Linked DNA regions of Mus musculus: region 1 is linked to region 2. The links are chromatin contacts, called in public promoter capture Hi-C maps. All regions are on one chromosome and are shown on one strand. The core of a region is the stretch at or near the end of the contact, and the rest is flanking DNA. Distances in the headings are between cores, read along the strand shown. Region 1 overlaps Nod1 (nucleotide-binding oligomerization domain containing 1). Region 2 has its middle 28 kb from the start of Znrf2.

Evidence for each region. Capture Hi-C pulls out chosen DNA fragments and counts their contacts.
Region 1: a contact with region 2 is called in a promoter capture Hi-C map of liver. The contact joins two enhancer-like sites. A contact is called at or near these places in 2 of 484 Hi-C or Micro-C datasets (embryonic stem cells and nephron progenitors), 1 of 115 datasets of contacts at active chromatin or transcription factors (CD8 T cells) and 3 of 9 other capture datasets (adipose tissue, liver and pancreatic islet).

What each region holds. Positions count from the first base shown.
Region 1 is chr6:54,933,171-54,935,870 of GRCm38.p6, forward strand. Nod1 (nucleotide-binding oligomerization domain containing 1) reads right to left here. Exons shown (of 12, transcript NM_172729.3): 8 at 1,225-1,308; 9 at 390-473. Among named protein-coding and RNA genes, the nearest start is that of Nod1, 38 kb to the right of the region's middle. Within about 2 kb of position 1,306, at least 54 of the 459 cell types and tissues checked have an H3K27ac peak or open chromatin away from gene starts, as enhancers often do. A contact at or near this core is called in liver, where this site is marked.
Region 2 is chr6:54,787,958-54,790,657 of GRCm38.p6, forward strand. No RefSeq gene overlaps it. Among named protein-coding and RNA genes, the nearest start is that of Znrf2, 28 kb to the right of the region's middle. Within about 2 kb of position 1,389, at least 19 of the 459 cell types and tissues checked have an H3K27ac peak or open chromatin away from gene starts, as enhancers often do. A contact at or near this core is called in liver, where this site is marked.

The DNA.
Region 1 (2,700 bases), core at 56-2,555, 150 kb after region 2:
ATGATAAGAGGCAGCTGCACGGATGAACAGCAGTGCAAGGGGAGGGGAGGAAGGTGGGGAAGGGGAGGGAGGGGAGAAAGGAGGAGGGTGGGAAGGAAGGAGGAGGGAGGGGAGGAAGGAGGAGGGAGGGGAGGAAGGGGAGGTGCCTTTGGGCCAGGCGTGTGAAAGCTGGGCCTGTTTTGAGGGGACTTCTGGCACCTTCAGCTAAGCTGAGAGTAGGTGGCAAAGCCTGCTTCATCCCTGTGGTGGGCCCGGGTTTGTGGAAATAGCTGGGAGAGATTTAATTCACCTTTTAAATAAAGAAGTGCTTTTCAGTTCTGAGTTCATAACCCGTGCAACCTCGGCAATAATGACCAGACCCAACCCTCAAAAATGACTCAAAATGTTACCAGATTACTGTCAGTGTGGTGTTCTGCTTCAGGGCCTGCGCAAGGCTCTTCCCTCCCTCCGGAGAGATGCCATTGAATGCAAGACTAGAAAGGAAGACACAGGGGACGGATTATTACAGGCCTGTCCATGGTTGGCCTTGCCGTCGACACTCAGTCACCTGGGAAGTATCTGTCTGCACACAGCACCAGGCAGGAAGCGGGGTGCTTGGCCCAACAGCAGGAGCCTGAGGGTCTGAAAAGACCTTGTAGAAACAAAGGGAGAACTCCAGGGTTTGCATCTGAGCTGACGGCCAAGGGATCCTGGTGCTCTGAAAGAGGACTGTGCCAGGCTTGTATGTGTGAGGGCATTCACAGGGCTGCTCAGACCATCTGAGAGTTTCAGAAACCCATGGAGTCTTGGACTCCTTTCCATGGTAGAGCCTATAAGACTCTAAGACTCCAAGGCTCTGGGGTCAGGCAAGGACACTAATGGATGGCTGTTCACAGGAAGGGAGGGCCCCCTCTGTCCTAGAGTCATTTGAGAAAGAGGAAGGAACGGGAACCTGCCTGCCAGTGTCCCTTCCGTTTTATCTGGGCTTGAATATTGCTCCTAGCCTCTGCCCCTACAAAGGGTGCCACATGGAGAAACTGAGGGGCTTCAGGTGTCCCGTGTCATCCTGTTGTTCACTGGGCACTTAAGAATAATGCACTTGACCAAAAACTCACACCCACTGAGGAAAACTTCAGCAAGAGAAGCCAAGTGCCAATCAATGTTGCCCTAGTAGAAAAGACAGGCACCCCCTCCCAACAGTTCCTCCCCAGGTCCCTGGAGCCCATATCTCAGAAGGCACGTTACCTGAGAGTGGTCAGGCTGGGGTGGTCCTTCAATGCCTCTGCGAAGGCCTTTGCCCCTTCGTCTCCAATCTGATTACCCCACATCCTGAAAGCAGAGGTAAGAAAAGGACTGTTCCGCGGCCACACCTCCAGCTGATGACAGCTGCCCTCTTGGTTCATTCTCAATAGGCAACTCCCAGAGCAGTTACCTCAGGCCCAGCCTGCAGCTGCCTAAGAAGCCAGCCCTGGGCTACAGTTACAGAGAGCTGTGAAAACAGCAACAGCCTTAAGTCCAGAGAGGCAGATCAGCAGGTTGCGCAGCTCGCAGCTCGAGACCAGCCTCTCTGAACTTTGAGAAGGCTCCAGTGGGAGACACTCAGCCAGCAACTGCCCTAGAAAGAAAATCCCAGGCCACTCTGAAGAGCTGTGCACAGGAGTTAGATGTTCACCCTGGATCAACTGAGGTAGCAAACGGATGGCCACTGGAGATGATTTTGGCCTCCCAGGAAGCCAAGAACTGGAGCTGTGGCTGAAACCTCACCAGCAACCTTACTTGTATGTGGCAAGAATGTTGCCAACCAGGGCCTGAGTTCCACTTCAGTCTCGGTGGATAATTAGAACACTGAAGCTGATCTCCCTGGCCAGGCAGACCTCTCAGAGGGCAAAATAAACAATCTGCCTAGTGAAAGTCTCACATCGAGCTCTGCCTCTGGGAAGAGAAATCTCAGTGGAGAACCCGCCTCCATCAGATGGACCTATAGGAAACTCTGTAAGGCTGGAGAACCCGCCTTCATCAGATGGACCTATAGGAAACTCTGTAGGGTGTGTTCTTGAGGTATGTAAGAAGGCAGGCCGGAGTGAGCCCCAGAAGCTAGCCAGTAAGTAGCAAGCCTCTGTGGTCTCTGCTTCAGGTCCTGCCTCCAGGTTCCTGCTTGAGTTCCTGCCCTGACTTTCCTCAATGATAGGCTGTGACGGGGAAAATGTTAAGCCAAACAAACCCTTCGGTCCTCTAGCTGATTCTGGCCTTAGTGTTTATCACTAAGGCCATTAAAAAAAGTAAACAAAGACAGACACCTATACTGCCTGTGCAACCTCGGGTAAGCATTTAAATGTCTTCAGCCCCAGTTTCTGAAATCCTCCGTCAAACGGGATAACAAGGGCAGCCTTTGCAGAGCATTGAGAGAGGTTGTGTGATACCATAGATGGCAGCCCTTAGAACAGTGCCTGGCCTGGAAGGGCTGGCTGTTTCCATCAGGAAGAGAGGCTCTGTCCCAGGGAACAGGATAAGCTCCCCAGTCTGCCCTCTCGAAACAGCTCCTGCCCTTCATGAAGAGCCAACAGGCTGCTTTCAGGTATGGGCTACAGGTTCCTGTTTTCAGCTGGGGGGGAGGGGGGGGAAGGCATGCACAATACAATTGAGTGGCATAGTTTTTAAGTAAAGTGTCAGAATATTTATGATGTGAAACTAAGTGGGAAAAAATGAAGATAAAATCTGTCC
Region 2 (2,700 bases), core at 139-2,638:
ATGTATACACGCCACACTTTAGCCATTTTTCCATAGGTGGGCATGGAGTTTGTCTCTGTCTCCTGGCTTTTGTGACAGTGCTGCAGTAAACATGGATGTGCACGTATGTCTGTGGCTTGCTGACATACGTGCTTTGGGTACATATCGAGGAAGGGCATAGCCAAGTCACATAGCAGTTTATTTTAGTTTTATGTCACAGTGGAGGGACAGATGTCAGCAGCAGAAAACATAGGCATTTTTAAATGGCTAATTTGACCTACAATTGTTTGCCAGCAGTGGGGCTTTGACGCACTATGAACCTTTCTTTATGTGAACTTTAGTCGTTTTACGTTGCACATTGGTGACAGTAGACCTTAGAATATGAAGCCCAACTGCATAAACTTCAGGTTGAGATAGCAAAATTTATACTCACTCCTATCTTGTAATGGGAGAGTTTTCTGTTTCCTCTTTGGCAGAATAACAATCAAATTCAATATCTTTTTGCCAGTGTCATGCTCCGTTTCCCATGCCATAATACACACGTACTATAGGATTGGTTATTTACTATGAAAAACAGTCTATTTATCTTGCTGCCCTGGAAGTTGAGAAGTCCAAGAATGTGGTGCCAGCCTCTGGTCAGTATGTGACGAGGGCCTGTGCTGCATTATAAGAAGGTAGATGGCGTCACATGGTGAGTCAGACACAGCCACCACTAGCGAGCTCCCCCACAACAGCATTGCTCTTGAGATTACCCTTTAAGGATCTTGGAATGAATCCATCCACTCATGAAAGCAGAGACCTCCTGGTCCCATTGTTTCCTAAAGACTCCACCTTCCAACCTCACCACGTGTGTTTCAAACCATATTCAAACCGCAGCTGCTGGGCAAGTGTGCCTGCCGCTCTGGGCTTCAGTTTCTCTCTCTGAAGATAGGTTTATTACCTTTGTTTACTTTACTTCTTAGTAGACACTGTAATTTAACTTGTTGATATCGGTAACATCCAAGTCTCTCACATACACAAAAAATATATAAAAGTAACTGTCAGACAATTAATTAATGAAACCATAATTTCTAGGACCTTGTGATATTTATTATTTTTAGCTATTTTTAAATTTCATATTTATAGCTGTAAAAATAATCATCCCAATGTGAGCTTTAAAAAAATAATTGACTAGAGGTGACATATTTTGGGAAACATAATAGAGGTGTTAAGCACTCTTCCTGTCTGAATTGATGCTGGGAGGTTTTGAGTGCCCGCACCTGCTTTGTTTGTCTTTCCTGGTGGGTACACAGGAGCTGAGCAGGTTACTCTACTTTCTATCCTGTATTCACCACTATTCCACAGTACTACCGTGCCTTAGCTTTATCTATTGCGAAATGGAAACTGAACTAGTATCTGTGTGTCTTGAGGAATTTGGCAAAGGATGTTGAAACTTTTTACCAGGCCAGTTTATGCCCTACCTGACCTCTGCTCACCAGAGGTTTGCAACACTTCTCTTATAGGGGCCCCGGGAAGGTGTCTAGAATAAGGCACTAATTAACCCTGTTCTGTGCCTAGTTACTTCAAAGCTGTGGCTCCCAAAGGACCAAGTCTACACTGTGTTGCTGGAATCTCCAACCCCAAATAAGCCCATATAAAAAAACCCACACAATCCAGTTATTATAATTATAAGCTATATGCCTAGATTGGACAGGCCTAACACTATACTAACTTATTCCCCAGCTATAAGACCCCCTTGCTACTACTTGTGATTTCTCCTGGACACTTGGTTCTGCTCCATCGAGGCTTCCTTCTCCTCTTCCTTCATCCTCTCTTCTTCTCCTCTGGTCCTCTTCTGCCTCCCTACCTGCCCCTATTCACAAACCTCCAGTCCTACTTTTCTCCTCCACTGCCCAATCACAGGCTCTAGTTTGTTTGTTTTTTGTTTGTTTGTTTTCCTAGTCTTTATTGACCAGTTAAAATGGGGAGAAGGTTCACATGAGGTCACCTGAGTATGTACTCTTGGGGCAACCCCTCTTGAGGAAGCAGAATTAACATCAGAATAAAACAGCATCAGACCAACCCACAAAAATACTGCCCTATTCGGAGGCCAAAGAAGACACTCAAGATAAATATGTCAAGTATATTTCTGTGTGAACGTGCACCTTACTATTGGCTGTCCTTTCTCATATTATTTTTGGTGTTCAATTTTTAATATCCGTACAATGTGTTCATGTATAAAATTCTAAATTCTGCTTGGTAACAGTGAGCTGAAGGACAGCCCTGGAGTCTCTAGGTCTTCTGTGACCTGTTTTTGTCAGTCAATGATTAACTGACTTTGGTTTGCAGAGATAACACAAAGCTTTGGAAATTTACCCGGCTTTTGATGGTAGAATTGATTGAGGGCATACATCCTGTGTGAATTTCTAAGTATATGAGGCTTCCATGTCCACTGCTGCAGTAAATCCTCTTAAGAGCGATATGATATTGGAAACCCTGTGGTTATTTAAAATAGCAGACATCAGACACTCAGAGAGCACAAGTCACTGGATCAGGATTCCTAGCACTCAAGCAACCAAGTCTGGATTTGAACTAAGCCCAAAGCTCATGGTCTTCAAATTGTATTAACCTGGTCCTCAAAAACAAGCTGCAAAGCATGAATTTCCATGTAGGGTGCACTTTCTTCTGTCAGCAAAAAGCCGAATTTGGGGTGGCATTTGATTGTTTGTTTTTTAAGATAGG